3 separate regions of the Mus musculus genome follow, and all the other regions are linked to region 3. A link is a contact called in public HiChIP or PLAC-seq and promoter capture Hi-C data. All regions are on one chromosome and are shown on one strand. The core of a region is the stretch at or near the end of the contact, and the rest is flanking DNA. Distances in the headings are between cores, read along the strand shown.

What was found. Promoter capture Hi-C pulls out the DNA fragments that hold promoters and counts their contacts. HiChIP or PLAC-seq counts read pairs in DNA pulled down with a chosen protein or histone mark.
Region 1: a promoter capture Hi-C map of embryonic stem cells shows a contact between it and region 3, with 4 times the contacts expected there. The contact joins the promoter of Tpbgl here to the promoter of Kcne3 in region 3. A contact is called at or near these places in 1 of 39 promoter capture datasets (embryonic stem cells), 1 of 484 Hi-C or Micro-C datasets (B cells), 1 of 115 datasets of contacts at active chromatin or transcription factors (embryonic stem cells) and 1 of 9 other capture datasets (adipose tissue).
Region 2: a contact with region 3 is called in an H3K27ac HiChIP or PLAC-seq map of bone marrow-derived dendritic cells, with 2.6 times the contacts expected there. The contact joins the promoter of Arrb1 here to the promoter of Kcne3 in region 3. A contact is called at or near these places in 2 of 115 datasets of contacts at active chromatin or transcription factors (bone marrow-derived dendritic cells and microglia).

The regions. Positions count from the first base shown.
Region 1 is chr7:99,625,818-99,628,517 of GRCm38.p6, reverse strand. It overlaps Tpbgl (trophoblast glycoprotein-like), which reads left to right and starts at 1,415. Exons shown (of 1, transcript NM_001195529.1): 1 at 1,415-2,700. The coding sequence starts at 1,870.
Region 2 is chr7:99,534,097-99,536,796 of GRCm38.p6, reverse strand. It overlaps Arrb1 (arrestin, beta 1), which reads right to left and starts at 1,311. Exons shown (of 16, transcript NM_177231.2): 1 at 999-1,311. The coding sequence starts at 1,018.
Region 3 is chr7:100,177,394-100,180,093 of GRCm38.p6, reverse strand. It overlaps Kcne3 (potassium voltage-gated channel, Isk-related subfamily, gene 3), which reads right to left and starts at 1,411. Exons shown (of 4, transcript NM_001360467.1): 1 at 1,328-1,411. Gm51453 (a long non-coding RNA gene) reads left to right here and starts at 1,403. Exons shown (of 3, transcript XR_003946660.1): 1 at 1,403-1,773; 2 at 1,863-2,294; 3 at 2,441-2,700.

The DNA of each region.
Region 1 (2,700 bases), core at 166-2,665, 550 kb after region 3:
GTACACAGGCACGAATGTGCCTGCATGTGTCTATGTGAGACACATTTGTTTGGAACTGCTGTGTGCAAGCCTCCCGTGCACATGCATGCACATCCAAGTAAGAATAAATTTGATAGACCACACATGGGCATGTGTAAGTCTGTTTGTGTAAAGTTTGCCTTTTTGTGTAGAGGCACACGTGTGTAAACTCAGGTGGCCATGTATACAGACATGTCCAGCTCTAAAAGCTACTACTGTCATCTGCTAGCATCTGGAGGTTATCATGGAGACAGGACTAGGTCAATATGAGCTGAGGGAGTCCAGCAAGATCACCAGCCTGGTCCTTAGTGTTGGTATTTGCCTGAGACCCAGGGAATGCAGGATATGCCTCAGAAAGTGGTTTCAATTTGCTGGTCGATCTTCTAAATGCAACTTCAGGGAAGAAACCAACCAGTAGTCTTCAGTTCAGGAGAAAGAGACTGACTGATGCTTATGGGGAGGAGGGGAGCCTCTATCCCAACCAGCTCTGCCAAGTAAGATACTCGAATGGCCTGCAGATCAAATGTCAGCTTCTCCAACCTGAATAATTCATGCCAAGACCAGGAATGCTCCCTCCTCTGGAGTCTGTCTCTTTAAATCAGGTCTTGAGCTTCTCAATTCTGGAGGAAAAAAAAAGTAAATAAGTAAAACCCAGAAAGAAAGAAAAACAAAACAAAACAAAACAAGCCTATTAACAGCTCAGCCCCCACCTCAGCCCTGGATTTTACCACACCCCCACCCTCCACTACAAAATCAGTTCCTGATTTTCCTGCTCCTAGAGCCCTCTCCCCAACCGGCACACCACTCAATATTGACTGGTAGGGCAATTTGGAGGGGAAGGGGCACAGTATCCTGGCAGTACTCAGTGCTGGGGCGGGGTGGGCAAGCAAAGAGCTGAATCACTCCACCCACCGCTCCCTGAGCCTAGGAGGGGCCCAGCCTGAAAGGTGGAACCAATGGGAGTGGTCTTGGCAGAGGCAGAGCAGCCTGAATTAGGGCGCGGGAGATGTGGGGACAGAGGGTGTTTTAGAACATAGAAGAGGGTCGATAAAAGACTGGACACACAGGACCTGCAGAGTTTTAGACACAGCCTAAGGGAACTGGGTTCGCAAAGGAGACATCCAAGGCTAGGGATTTTCCAGGCTCGCTCCCTTAGCACAGCTCCTTTCCTTGACTACAAGAAGAGTAACTTTGTCAGCCCACCCCTCAGCCCTGCCTCCTTTTCTAGGGACAGCTCTAAACTCTCCCACCTTCTCTGGGTGCACAGATCCACCTGCCAGGTCAGCCCTGAGGGCCCCGCCCCACGTGTGCTTCGGAGGGAGGAGGAAAGAAGCTGCCTAAACGAAGGGGGTGGGGAAAGAAGCAAGTCAGAGCTTGGGGAGCCAAACTTCTCAGCAGCTCGTGAACTAGAGAGCAGGGGAGCAAGAGAGCGCAGCGGCCCTAAGCCTGCATCTCCGGAGCCTCCCACCCCGCCTCCCTTGCGAGGAGGTGCGGAGACTCCGCTGGGGGCGGAGGAGGCGGCCAGGAGGCGGGGAGGGGGAGGCAAACCCTGCCCACTCGGCTCGGAGCCCGGAACAGCCGCGGAAGTCGGAGGCCGGAGCGCAGGGCGACGAGGGCAGCGAGGGCGGGGGGCTCCGCTCCCCGCCTGACCCCTGTAGCCCCCAGCCATCAAAGTGAAGGCTCCTCGGACTTTACAAGCTGGAGGACGGACCGGTCGGAACTGTCAGCTGCTCCGGGTCAAGGTCTAGCCCACAGCCACCTTCCCGTGCCACCCCCATCCCATCATCTCCAAACGCTCCCAATTCACTGGTGAGCGCTGCGGGCCGGGGGCTGGATGCGGGGACGGCCGCGATGGCCCCGCGCGCGGGACAGCGGGGGCTCTGGAGCCCGCTGCCAGGGCTGCTGCTCTTGGCGGCGGCGCTGAGCCGGCCCGCCGCGCCCTGTCCCTTCCAGTGTTACTGCTTCGGCAGCCCCCGGTTAATGTTGCGCTGCGCGTCGGGCGCGGAGCTCCGGCAGCCGCCCCGGGACGTGCCACCCGACGCGCGCAACCTCACCATCGTGGGCGCCAACCTGACCGTGCTGCGCGCCGCAGCCTTCGCGGGAGGGGGCGAGGGGGCGACGGACGGCGTGCGCCTACCGCTCCTTACCGCGCTGCGCCTCACACACAACAACATCGAGGTAGTAGAGGACGGTGCCTTCGACGGGTTGCCCAGCCTGGCGGCACTCGACCTAAGCCACAACCCGCTACGCGCCCTGGGCTACCGCGCCTTTCGCGGGCTGCCTGCGCTGCGCTCACTACAGCTCAATCACGCGCTGGCTCGAGGCAGCCCCGGGATGCTGGATGCACTGGACGCCGCTCTGGCCCCCCTGGCCGAGCTTCGCCTGCTGGGCTTGGTAGGCAACGCGCTGAGCCGCCTGCCACTCGCCGCGCTGCGCCTGCCCCGCCTGGAGCAGCTGGATGCGCGTGTCAACGCGCTGGCCGGCCTGGGCCCGGACGAGCTGAGCGCGCTTGAGCGCGATGGCGACCTGCCCCAGCCGCGCCTGCTGCTGGCGGACAACCCACTGAGCTGTGGGTGCACCTCGCGCCCCCTGCTGGCCTGGCTGCACAACGCCACCGAGCGCGTACCCGACGCGCGCCGCCTGCGCTGCGCTTCCCCGCGCGTACTGTTGGACCGGCCTCTG
Region 2 (2,700 bases), core at 62-2,561, 640 kb after region 3:
GCCAGAGAAGATGGCAAGGAGACTCTCAAGGGCCAGGAAGGTGAACCAGTCTGGTCATAAGGGTTGACCCCACGAGCTTCCCTGCCCCTCCCTAGCCCTCCTACTTTGACCTAGTTTCCATTTCGAGGGCCTAACCTTTCCTCTCAAGGCAAGCTCTACAAAACAGTTCCCGTCACCCTCCCTCAGCTACATGGAGCCCCTAGCTATGTGCTTTGGAGGACAGAGGGGAAGAAAGCCATGTGAATGGGGACCTGCCTTCCAGGTCTCAGAGCCTTCCACTCTGTGACCTGTGTTCCCGGCCCTGCTATGAGGAGTCAGAAGTGAGTGTATCCACTGCTCTGAGGATGTCAGTCCCTGCAGGCATTTTATGCCTTGCATGTGTGTGGTTAGCCTTGATGTGTCACTAAGACCTGTGGCCACATCGTGTCACGTCAGAGAGGGTTGACAGACTGCACGTACTAGCTTAGACCGTGCTTTGCAGCACCCAAGTGCCAGGCTACGTATGTCGGTGTATGCCCGCATGTGTGTAGCAACACGAGGGTGTTGTTAGAGCTGGTGCGTGTTCGAGTGGGACCTGTGTATGCTAACAGGACTGACAGCAAGAATGTGTTGACAGACTGGTGTGTGCGTGAGAGACCGTATGTGACGTCGTCGTGTCACAAATGCGAAGTGTGGCAACGACTGTCAGTGTGTGCCTGCAGAAGGGTGCTCATGTGTTTATGAGCTTGTGTGTTGTGTGTCAGCCTGCCCCAGAGCGTCCTGAAGTCTATCGACCAGGGCTGGGTGTGTGAGCTCGTCTCGGCCAGGAGCCGTGAACCCAATGGGGTGGCCCACCCTGGGTGCCTCGGTACACATGGTTCTGGCCAGAGAACCACACAAGAGACTTGGGAGGACAACAGAGTGCCAGATCCCGGGTGACGCTGACTGGAACCTCCGCCCGTGCCCTCGCCCAGGTCGTCCCCACGCGCGCGTGGGACAGGGCGGCCACCCGCACTCACCGTGTCCCTTTGTCGCCCATGGTCCGCGGCGGCCGCAGGGAGGTCCGCGGCGTCAGCGTCCAGGCTGGAAAATCCCCGGCCGCCAGGAGAAGCGCGGGCCAGCCCGCTCCCGGCTACCCCGCTCCGCCTCCTCCGCTGTCGCCGCCGCCGCCCCCGCCCGGGTCCCCGCCCGTCGCTCGAGCAGCACAGCGCCCAGGCCGCCGCCAGGGGCGTGGAGCGTGCGGGTGTGAGCGCGCGTGTATGCCTCCGTGCGCGGCTCTGCGTGTGCGCGCCCAGAGAGTGAGGGCTGCGTGGCCGGCCGCGGCTGGTCCACGGGAGCGCGTGCACGCAAGCGCGTGCCAGTGCTGGTGCGTGTGCACGGCTGTGCGCGCGAGCCTGTCGGGAGGTGGGGTGTGGAGAGAGAGAGAGAGAGAGAGAGAGAGAGAGAGAGAGTGTGTGTGTGTGTGTGTGTGTGTGTGTGTGTGTGTAGAGGTAGCACGTCTTTGTGCAGTTGTGTATGTGTGCTCACAGTCGTGGGTGCGAGCGCTCTCTCCCGCGCACGCCAGGACTGGCCTTTGTGTCTGCGGATAGAAGCAAGCGGAAAATCCGCAGACTTCAAGGCCCAGCCTCAGAGGCGCCCCTGTGTGAGGACAGCGAAAGATTCCAAAAGCCTAGCCAGGCCTTCGCCCTTTGCTCCACCCTCCCCACCCCCGCCCTTCTGGAGAGATACCACCCAACGACACAACAGGGACAGGAAGAAGGGGTGGGGGCGGGCAGCGGACTGCAATGCTGGAGAGCAGATGAGAGTGGAAAGGGGAGGGGCAGGCAGAAAGAGGAAGCAGTGAGAACAGGAGATAAAGAAGGGACCGAGAGCCAACTAGCTGGTGGCCTGTAGCATCTAGCATCATTGATATAGCACCCAGGCCTAGCTTAGGTGCCTGTAATGACTCTGGACACCACTCAGCCCATTTCAGGTCTATTGGCTGGGTCCTAAGACCAGCAGATGTCCTGTTCAATTGTTGAAGGAATCTGCTTGTTCTTGCGGGCAGACACCTGCACACAGCGGTGTCCAGCAGAGTCTACTGTCTGCAGCTTTCTTGGTATCCTTGGAAACCTTGACTTTCCTTACGTTTCCTACCCCTGGAGAAGTAGCCGGTGTGCAGTGGGAGGGTAGAGTTCAGAGGCTAAGAAGGGGTAGGAAAGGGTTTGAATCCATTTTCTCCTAGAAGGGATCTTGAGGCAGTGGGAGGAATGTAAGGTCCTCAGCCCCTCACTGCTGGAGTTTGACTAATTGGCACTGATAGGTCCCTAATATCGGAGTATTAACGATAGGAAAGGAAGCTATCATTTACTCTGATGCAATTGCGGGGTCTGGAAACATCTCCTGTAATTATGTTCAGAAGCAGTTACCTATGCTGTTTACATAGAGTGTGCTGTTTATAGAATTGGTAATAATATCCCAGGATAATGACTATAATTATGTCCAGATTGGGGAGGGGTGGGTAGAGGCTAATGGACAGGCAGGGTGGTCCACATCTGGGCAATGGTAAGAGCTAAGAGGAAGTGGATTAAGGTCTGTAACTTCACCTGCCCTTTCTTAGCCTCTGGGATCTTCCCTTCCTCCAACCAGGGCAGAGCAGGAAGCCACCTGACCCTTCTGCAGGCCGTTGTGGGGGGCTCTTGAAAGGAGCAGAGTAGGGTTCTCTATTGATAGCAGGAAGCA
Region 3 (2,700 bases), core at 162-2,661:
TAATTACCAGTGCCCAGCTCACCTCGTGAGAACTGGGGGAGACAATAGGCGGAGCAGGCATGAGAAAGTTACTGGGAACCCTGCTCACATTGTTCCCATAGCCATCCATGGCTCAGCTCACCTCTGAGAGCAGTCATCCCAAGTGCCTACCTTCTGCTGTGCCCTCTCACAGCCCACAGCCACCAAGGGTCGCCCACCTCCTTTGTGTCCCACCCTTTCTGATGAATCCTGCAGGTCCTTGCCATTTACAAGTGCCTTCCCTGCCCCTACTTGGCCAGTCTGTGTAGCCAAGCATAGGATGGAGGTTCTTGGTCTTGCCTGCCTCCCTCTTAGAAGGTACTTCAAGCTCCCCTGCGTTACAGATAGAAAACATGCCCTGAGGAATTTGAACTGAAGAAAGTTGCTAGTCGGTTTTCATCTTCCGGGAGTCAACAGACTTTAAAGGCAGTTTTTAATGCCTCCAGTTATCGCACCCCTCCATTTGCAATTTACAGAGTGGCTGGAGCCAGAGAGAATGAGTTTATTCGATATCTGTACGTGAAATAAGAGTCCTGGGCTAGGAGTGAGGAAACACTGGTTCTAATTCAATATGGTCCCTGGTGATAAGATTATCCTGGGTCCTCAGTTTCCTCCCATGCAAATTAATAAAGAGAAGGAGGCAGAGATTAGGACTTTGCTTCCCGGGGCTCTAACACACTGGCTGAGACACCTCCCAAACATTCCCCTTTGCCCTAATTGGATTACATGGGGGCAACTGGAGCAGGAGACCCATTTTACAGGAGGTGACCTAAGAAAGCATAAGGCACAAAGCCATGGTTGACCTGCATCAATTTACACTACCTGAAAACTAGAACCCAAGACTCCTGACTTTCAACCTAGAATTGCTACTAACAGCGGAAGATGCTTCAGCCCGTCCCGGGATTTCGGAGGATCTGATCGCCGAGGGCTGGTCACAGTGGAGTAGAATGGGTAGGGCAGTTCTGCAGAGCCCGCAGCTTTGGTAGAGCAAGACTGACTCCTGGAATGTTATTTCCGTGAGTGTCCCGCTGCAGACCTGTGAGTGTCCTCTTATCGGTAGGAGAGGAGGAGCCTTTGCTGCCTGGAGGAAAGCCTGGGAGAGCGCCTTCGGACCACACACGACTTTCCATGCGCAGCGAAACTCTCTAATCCCTATAGTTCCTGGGAATACCTGCTTTTCTCACTAAGGAAGATCCACTCTGTGTTTTAGCAGCACCCCACGTCGGGTCCCCCCTCTGAAGGAAAACACCGAAACCCTGCACGTCTTGCCCGGACTATGGATAGCTTTTCCAACCCTGTAGCGCCTTACCCGCCTCTACGATCTGTCTCCGGTGAACACTGCAATAATGCCCAGATGCGCTCAGTGCTCTCAGATCTCTGCACGCCTACTGGCTCTGGCTCCCTTTTCCTTCCCAGGGTGTCCCTCCTCTGGCCCCGCCCTGCCTTAGCACTCCAGCTTCAGCGTTGGCTGTCTTGGGGCGCCTCCGCCCAGCTCCTTAGCCTTAACCGGGTGCGGTTGCGGGGAACCACCTGCTTCCTGGATCCCAGACAGAATTTTTCTCGTCTGTGTCTCCTTTAAGTCTCAGCCAACCTAGCGAAAAGCTGATTTCCAAACACCCAGACCAAGCGCTAGGTTTTGGTGGAGTCGGGCTTGGTACCTGTGTAGCTGTGTGGCACTGGGCAGCTCCTCTCTGGGGCCTTGGTTTCCTGTCTATGGGTACCACCATTCCTGCACTCGCTCTTCACAGGGTTACGGTAAGATTAGAAGTGTTTTCAGAATCCAAAATACTAAAACCGGAATAGCCAAAGAAAACATCTGATTCTAAGACATACCCTGTTTTCAGTTTGCAGACGCCCAAATTGGGGAGGTGATTCTACACTCAGCAAGCAAGTCAGCGCAGAGCTCGGTCAGAGCTTGGTCTCAGAATCCACGTACTCTAGCAGGCATCTCCCCCCTCAGTAGTCTGTGTCACATGCCCGGTCTCAACTTGTATCCACTCACTTCTTAACTGGTGTCTGTCCCAGAACACTTGTTTTCCAGCCACTGGGTCCACATCCAAATTGTTTCTGATGATATTAAAAATTGTTTCTGTTGATATAGAAGAGACGCTGATAAGTGTCATTTTCCTGTTGATGACAGAAATAGGGATCTGCCTCTCAGGGACTCTGTAGCAACCACTTATCCAAGCTCTCTTCACTAGCGGAGGTCACACAACGAACACACTCAGATGAGCTCCCTCACAATTCTCGCAAAGATCTACTGCAGTATTTCCAAGGTGAGTAATTTCCATCACAGAATATTAGGATATGATTACCTAATACGTGCTTAGGGAAAAACAAGATTGCCACGTGGTGGGCTTTTTGTGCATAATTGCTAATCTCCTTCAGAACACATCCTTGTTGTGTTGTTTCTGTGTGGCAGGTTTCTATCCAGCCGTTCCTCCCTAAGCTGGACACCACCTCTGAGAGCCGTCATCCCGATTACCCCAGTATGCGCTGCTCCAGTCTGCACACCGAGGGCGGTGGGCTCCTCCTGGGAGGTTTGGATTCAAAAGACCCAGAGTGGGGCCCAGAAATCAGCATTCAGAGTTTTGCCTCTGTAGATGTCTGTGCACCGCTTACATGCCAGGTGCCCTCAAGGCCAGTCTTAAGCACCATTGGGAGACTGGGAATCTCGTTTCT